Linked DNA regions of Sus scrofa: region 2 is linked to region 1. Evidence: chromatin contacts called from public promoter capture Hi-C data. All regions are on one chromosome and are shown on one strand. The core of a region is the stretch at or near the end of the contact, and the rest is flanking DNA. Distances in the headings are between cores, read along the strand shown.

Region 1 (3,940 bases), core at 21-2,520:
TGTAATGGTCAGAGCATTTATACAGCACTTTTGCCTTCAAATCACCAAGCTCACAGCCTCCACTGATATTCTCAAGGGGCAAGGTTGGCCCTTTTCCATCTTCTAGATGATTCAGGTTTCCTGGAGAACAAAATGAGCCTCTAATGCCTAATATTTTCTCTCTGACAGATGGTTTCAGATGTATCAAAGTGCTAATCCTTGCTGAGGTATAGGTCTCAAGGAAGGGGAGTGTGGCTTTTAGAATGATAGGACTGGAATGATTAAGGAAGAAAATTACTCCCAGGATATTCACCATTGTCATGTGAGTAACCAGCTTAAAATGAAGGAAGATAGCAGAATCTGAAGGAAGATTTGAGGAGAAAGAAGAGGAAAAACCCAAAACCTCAGGTTAACAGTTTAGCTCTGAGACATTTCTGATCAAAGACATCTTTGGGAGCGGAAATGAAGTGCAATAAACACATCTGCAAGTTCAGGACAATTAGGGCCCACCTCCCTCCCCCAATATCACCTTCCCAGCTTCAGTACAAGGAAGAAATTCTGGAGACAGAGGCCTGGGTTGGAATACGTGTCTTGCCGCTAACAGCTGTGTGACTTTGGGCATGTTACACAACCTGAGTCTCAGTTTCCCCGTCTGTAAGACAGCAACATGTACCTCAAAAAAAGGTGTAAATTAAAAGATCCTATGTGCATTAACGAGACATAGAAGCCTGCAGTGAATGTTAGCTATGAATATTAACTCGTATTTAGTGTTGACCTACGACGTGCAGACTGCCTTTGAGTCTCAGCAGAGGCTAGACGGTTTTATTTTAAGATACTACAGAAACACATAACTACTGATGAAGATAGTGAGGGCCCAAGAGGTGGAGTCACTTGTCCACGGTCACAAAGCTGCACACAAAGGATTCGAACCCAGGTCTCCCTGACTCGCGAGCCAAGCTCTGCCCAAGGCCCCACGTGGAGAGGATGGGGAAAGAGAGGGAGTCACTGGGACCAGGGCACCGCGTGGTGGTCAGAGGTCACTCACGGTACTCCTCCAGCCGCATTAGGGGCCGGAAGTAGATGGGGTAGAAGGCGGCGCCGATCAGGGTGATGAAGCCACCAAAAATGAGCGCGGTGCGCAGATTCGTGGACATGGCTCTGAACCGGGCCTTCGCTGACCCGCTGAGGACACCGAGCTCTCGCAATCCTGGCTCCTGCCCGCTGGGTCGTGACCCGGCTGGGAAGTGGAGAAACGGCTTTTGCTTCCGGGCCTTGTGGGCGGGGCTAGGAGGCGGAACAGGGGCGGGAAGAGGTTGGGTCAAGGGTGGCACCGAAGGCGGGGCTTAGGACTGGGTGGGGCTAGGGCAGGGGGTGGGGCTGGGGCGGGGGTGGGACTAGGGGAGGAAGGGGCGAGGCGTGTAACCCCACGCACCGCCTCCGGGCGGTGCCTGGCAGCGCCTGGCTGCCTGGCTCCGGAGGGCGAGCGCCAGCTGGGAGAATGGAGAGTGGAGCTTTTATTGCTCTTGATCTCAGTTCCGCCCCCTGCCCTAAACCGGGTTCACCTCTCAGCCGCTCCACCCACACTCTTCTGACCTCGTTACCACTCCCTCCTTTACCAACCAAACTTCCTTCTTCCACCACTGGTTTGATTTTCATGACTCCACCAAGAGGTGGATGCTCTCTAGGGCTCATTGATTTAATCCACATATCTTTTACAGATGAGGAAATCCTGTCTTGGCTGCATGATTTAAACAAGTTGCTTGGCCTTAAGGGCGGTTTGAGGGGATTAGAGACAAATGCAAATCGCCTGACCCTGGATGGCCAGCAGGGGCTTCTGAACCAAGGCTAGCTTGGGAGGAATATTATTGCAACATCCAAACTACAAGTAAATCTTTTCTGACTCTGATCTTCCATGCTCTCCTCTCTCCCTCTTCCCTTTGTTGGATGTCAGGATTACGAATGAGGATGGGGAATAGAGATCCGTGCAGGGCAGGGAGCCAGCAGCCAGTTCTACTAATGGGACCTTGGGGCTCTGCCTTGTTGCCTGGGGTGGAAGCCACTGAGGACAGATCTGCTTCCTCTTCCTGTGATTGCCATCCTTCATGTTTCTGGGGGGGGGCTGTGTCAGTATATGACCCACCCAGCGGTACTGGACAGCTGAGACTAAGATTCCCTGGGCTTTCACTCAATCGTTTTTAAATAAGAATGATACCAGCAGCTGGGGGCTGGGGAACAAATCTTGACCCCAGCATCATTATTTAGTGCAGAAAAGATTTACGATCTTTCGGAAATGGTGTGGAGGTCACAGGTTTCCTCTTTTCTTTGTAGTTTTGTAGTTGAGTCAAGCTACTATGTACCTCTGTGGTTCCAGAAGCATATAAATCAGGTATTCAATCTGTCAGCAGATTTATGGACTGTCCGCTGTGCCCCAAACATCAGGCAAAGTGCCACGGGGGACACAAAGATGAATAAGACATGACCCTTGCTCTCCAGGATCCTGTCATGTGGATGGAGGGACAGGACATATACATAAAAAGACAGCTAATGACCCGACACAGCCTGTTGCTGATGAGTGATGGAGTCTTGGGGGCTGCAGAAGTTCAGAGGAGGAAGACAGATGACTGTAGGTGAGATAACTGCTCCTCGGGTGCTTACAGGAGCTTGTTAGGGTGAGGATAGAAGACTTTATAGCAAAGAGGGAAGCTGCGATGCCTGCTTTATATCATGTGATGTAAAAACTCAGGTATACTGCACATTTGTCATTTTAGCCTCCCAGCATCCACTTCTTTTTCTATTAATAATACCCCAACTATCTTTTGGCAAACCACTCCTCTCCCATTCTCAATCTGTGAAGAAAACTGGGGTTCCCATGCACCCTATTTTTACTCTCTCCCAGCTCTCAGGGTTAAGCATTTAACCAAGCCTGACCAAGCTCCCCCACTCATCACGGGATTGTCTGGCACTGGACCCAGGCCTGATTGTCCAGTGGGGCTGCATCCTCCTGGCCATGTGACCCAAACTGAGCTAACCACAATCTATCCTAACTACTAGAAGGCTGGATTTGAACTTGAAGGGATGCAGCTCTTGAAGGGATGCTGGGGACCACGATGTAGATACTGAGCATGGAGAGAGTACAGCAGAAGGAGAGCCAGGAGATGGGAGAAATCAGATGCTGACATTATATTTGAGCCCCTGAATCCAGCTGTGCCCAAACCGGATTTTCAGTAACATGAACTAATAAAGTCCCCTTGTCACTGAAGCCTGTTTGAGTTGGGTCCTGTCTTTTAAAACAGAAGGTGTTCAAATGAGCCCACCATGGATGTGACTTCATTTACTCAACACCCCTTGAGCTCCAAGTCAAGGATTACACTATTTTTTAGATCAAGTCACAGAGAGCCAGAGACCTCGCACCATTGACTGAGTCAAGACCAGGGTTGAGCTCTCACGATTCTGAATCTGATGTGCTCTTCCATGATACCCTACTGTCTTTGTGAGCAAGCTTGGCAGATGGCTGGCTGAGCCCTATCCTGAGAGCCTCCGAAAGCCAGGGTGGAGGGTGCCACGATGTCCACATGGGTAAAAAGTGCCTTCAAGACAGCAGCAGGACCAAGGTGGAACAGATGTGTGCCCTCTCCCATCCAAGGTGATGTGGCAAGTAACTGGTGGTTTCTCTGTCCCCTTATGCTGATCTAGAAGATTTAGCCTGGCTAGCAGGCAGCCTAGAAGCTCTAAAAATACAAATATCAATACAAATGGCATAACCCATGCATAGCTTATGAGCATCATCATACCATCCTTTGCCTGCCACTGAGTCCTGCCAACTACAATTTCCTTTCTTTGATCCCAATGTTCTCCCCCTTTCTGAGGATCCCACTGACCTATAGATTCAATCAGCAAAGACTTATCATATGCTTACTCCAGAAGAAGCACTGTGTTAGCTGATCAGGGACACAAAAAGGAA
Region 2 (3,535 bases), core at 233-2,732, 760 kb before region 1:
TACCACACGTGTTCGCAAGTTTTCAATAATTTCAAGAATGTTCCATATTTTTTAAAAGGTGCTGATGCAGTGTATCAGAACTGTGCTGCTCGAATACAAGCACTGAACATTCTGCACCAAGTAAATTGTAGGTATACTCCTGGTTACCTGCTGAGCTTTCTGCACCCTTTGTCACCCGGTGATGCTCCCACTAGCAAATACTATCCATCACTGAAAAAGTCTTCCTCTCACCTCTCAAAAAATACACATTAGACTTAGAGGTTTCTGCATACTAATTAGGGACCACTAATACTGCTAGGTATTATGGCTCTCAAAGAATCCTCTCTAGCAGACTCCCCTGGGATACTGTGCTCAGTGGGGCTCTGAACCGGTGAGACTCGCTGCCAGCTGCCTTTGCAAAAGCAACACCAGAGGCAGACTCAATACCGCATTGCTGCTGCTGCTGACTTTTTCAAGCAGTCTCCAAAAGAAAAACAAAACAACAACAAAAAACACACAGCCCAGTACCCTGCTCTGCAGACCCTGCTGGCTCTTCTGCGGCACGGAAGAGAAACCACCGCATTGCTCAGCGTGGAACACCGAGGAGCAGACCTAAGTGGGTGCCTTCGAGAGGCTCTGCCGAGGGCGGGGAGTCAGTGGGGGAAGAGGGAAGGCGTCCGGAGTGCAGGGGATCGCGACGAAGCAGCGGCCAGGACGCCAGCGTCTGGGCACCCGGCTGGGCATCGCTTACTGGCCAGGGCCGTCGAATAACAGGCACCTGGCAGAGGCGCTGGCCGCTCCCGGAGACGGGGGGTCCCGCAGCGTCCTGCCGAGCCCCACCCGCCACCCTCTGGGCCCTCACCTGTCATGAGCGCCGGGCTGTCGCCCGCCGCCGCGGCGGGAGAGGAGGCGGCCGCCCCGGCAGAGCCAGCCGCCCGCCGCCGGCGAAGGTGCCTGGGCACCAGCTCGCATCCGTCCGCCGCGCCGGCCACCAGCAGCCCGAGCACCAGCAGCGCAGCCCAGCGCCGCCGCAGCAGCAGCAGCAGCAGCCAGCTCGAGGCCGGGCCGGGCGTCGTGGCGGGATGAGGACGCGGAGGAGGAGCGGGGGGAAAGCGCGGCGGCGCCCCGGCCACGGGCCACTCCGCTCCGCGAGGTGCCGCCGCCGCCGTCGCCTGCGACTCCTCGGGCCGCCCCCGCCGCCTAAGACGCCAGCTCCCGCAGGGCGCCAGCCTGGTCCCGTCCGCACCGGCGGCCTCCAGATCTTGGGTCCCAGCTACGTTCATTGGTTCCGGTTATTTTTAAAAAAAAAAAAAAAGGGGGGGGGGTGAGGATCAAAAAGGTACGGCGTCTTCAGGCCGCGCGCGGCACCCCCGCTGCTGCGGCAGCGAGACCGGGATCCGCTGCTCTGGCGCCTCGGAACACCAGTCCCAGCGCCCGCGCCGCCGCCGCCGCCACAGCCGCCGCCGCCGCGGCGCATCCCCCCGCCCCCTCCGGCCCGCGCCCGTCGTAGTACCACGCTCGGCCCGGACACCTCCTCCCCTCACACATTCGCTCGCATACCAATCCCCCGCCTCCTTCAGCCCCTCCACAGCGCAGGCGCAGCGCCGCTGCACTGGGCCTGCGCGACGCCCGAGCCCCGCCCCCGGGGGCGTTCCGGGGAGGACTCGAGAGCCGCGGGGTTGTTTCTAAGGGTTTCGCTAAACAGAAGGAAGGGGATGGGGGGGAAGATGAGCATACCCCCTCCCGGACCCATGCCCCCACTGCGACAGAGGCGGCGGGGAGGGCAAGCGGGAACGAAGTGGGCGGAGAGAAGCATAAGAACATCCGAAATCCTTTGGGCAAGTTTTAGCCATGCAGACGGCAGCAAAAATAATTGCATGGATCCGAAAACCTTGTAATCGGAAACGTTGGCGTCTCCAGAATTTCGGTATAGGTGGGGCTTAAAAGAGGCTAGCAATGTGGAAACGGAGGTTAGCAGAGCGAGCGTTTTATTTACTTGTCCAATACTTAAAACTCCTGCTACGTGTCAGTATTCCAGGCGAGGTCCTAAGCGTTTTACAAATTTACACGTTGTAATTCTAAAAGTTAGGTGGTGGTTTCGTTGTTTTCATCCCCATTTTACAAGGAATGGAAACTAAGGCCGAGAAATGTTGTTACCCCAGTTTCCGCAGCTAACAAATGGGAGACACGGTCAGATTCGCACCACTGAACAGGATTTGCTCTAGCCTCTGACTCTCCTATGGTCAAACCTTACCTGAACTCATCACCTCCCTAACCGCATCCCACCCCTTGGAGTCTGCTGTCAGCTGAATAGGTTGACAGAAAAATGGTGTTTCAGACTTCACCTGGCGACACACACACACACACACACACACACACACACATTCTCTCTCCAGGGATACAAACTTAGGATGTGCATATAAGGGATTTCCCGTTGTGGCTCAGTGGTAATGAACCCCACTAGTATCCATGAGATTGTGGGTTCAATCACTGGCCTCAATCAGTGGGTTAAGGATCCAGTGATGCCAGGAACCTGCGGTGTGGGTCGCAGACACCTGCCCCCTGGATTGGGTATTTCTGTGGCTGTGGCATTTCTCAGTGCTCCAACACAATTGACCCCTAGCCTGGGAACTTCCATATGCTGTGAGTGTTGTTCTTAAAAAAATTTTTTGCATATAGGGTTCTTAAGCACAAAGGTCCTTAAGAACCCTATACCATACCCGTTTGGTACTGGGTTTCTGTTGTTGGATTTGGGTTTTGGCTTGCTTGTTCTCAAGCCAAGAAGATACACAAATTACACAATTTCCCAAAGAACTTCCTAGGAAGCCTGGCCACCATAACCATGAGTATCACCAACTGTGGAAAGGCAGATGCACACTTGAGAAAAGAATTAAGAATTTGTTTGAAGCTTATCAATCTATCAACAATGACTTCTTCATAGACCTGGTGTTAAGGTGGCAATTCTTTACAAGGCAACAGGAAATAGGTGTTTCCCCTGGTGAAAAACACAGAAATCAAGTCACATATTTGCTGAATGTCCTCCAAAAGGAGATAATTCTGCTAAAGAGGCAGGAAGACATAAAGAAGTAACAGGCTTGTTTCCTGCTCTCCAGAAGGCAATATTTCATTCATTCGCTATTAACTAAGTCCCCAGCACATGCCAGATAGTTCTCAGTAGTGGGGAGTCAAAGGGCAATAAGAGAGACACTCGAAAAAGTCAAATACGTCAGTATTCAGAGATATAAGATACAGACCATAGTCCCTACCTGGGGTATCTTACAGTATTGCTTAGGAGATAAAATTTACACCCATTAAACAATTAGAGACTAATACAAGGTAGTAATCAGTTGTTAAATTGGGCAGAGCAAGCTGTTATAGCAATAACAGCAGTATGAAACTACAAACAAATTAACAAATCACTCTGGCCAAGCTTCTTTAAACAAAGACATATGGGCTTTTTTCTTTTTTTCTTTCGAAGATACATATTAGCAGTAAGAGGGTACTGGATTTGGAGTTATGATTGTTTATTCCTCTCCTTACTGCAGGCACAAAGGAG

What was found. Promoter capture Hi-C pulls out the DNA fragments that hold promoters and counts their contacts.
Region 2: a contact with region 1 is called in a promoter capture Hi-C map of liver, with 6 times the contacts expected there. The contact joins the promoter of STIM2 here to the promoter of SMIM20 in region 1. A contact is called at or near these places in 1 of 5 promoter capture datasets (liver) and 1 of 47 Hi-C or Micro-C datasets (heart right ventricle).

The regions. Positions count from the first base shown.
Region 1 is chr8:19,698,352-19,702,291 of Sscrofa11.1, reverse strand. It overlaps SMIM20 (small integral membrane protein 20), which reads right to left and starts at 1,270. Exons shown (of 3, transcript XM_003356880.4): 1 at 1,025-1,270. The coding sequence starts at 1,133.
Region 2 is chr8:20,454,290-20,457,824 of Sscrofa11.1, reverse strand. STIM2 (stromal interaction molecule 2) reads right to left here and starts at 1,482. Exons shown (of 15, transcript XM_003128897.6): 1 at 842-1,482. The coding sequence starts at 1,262.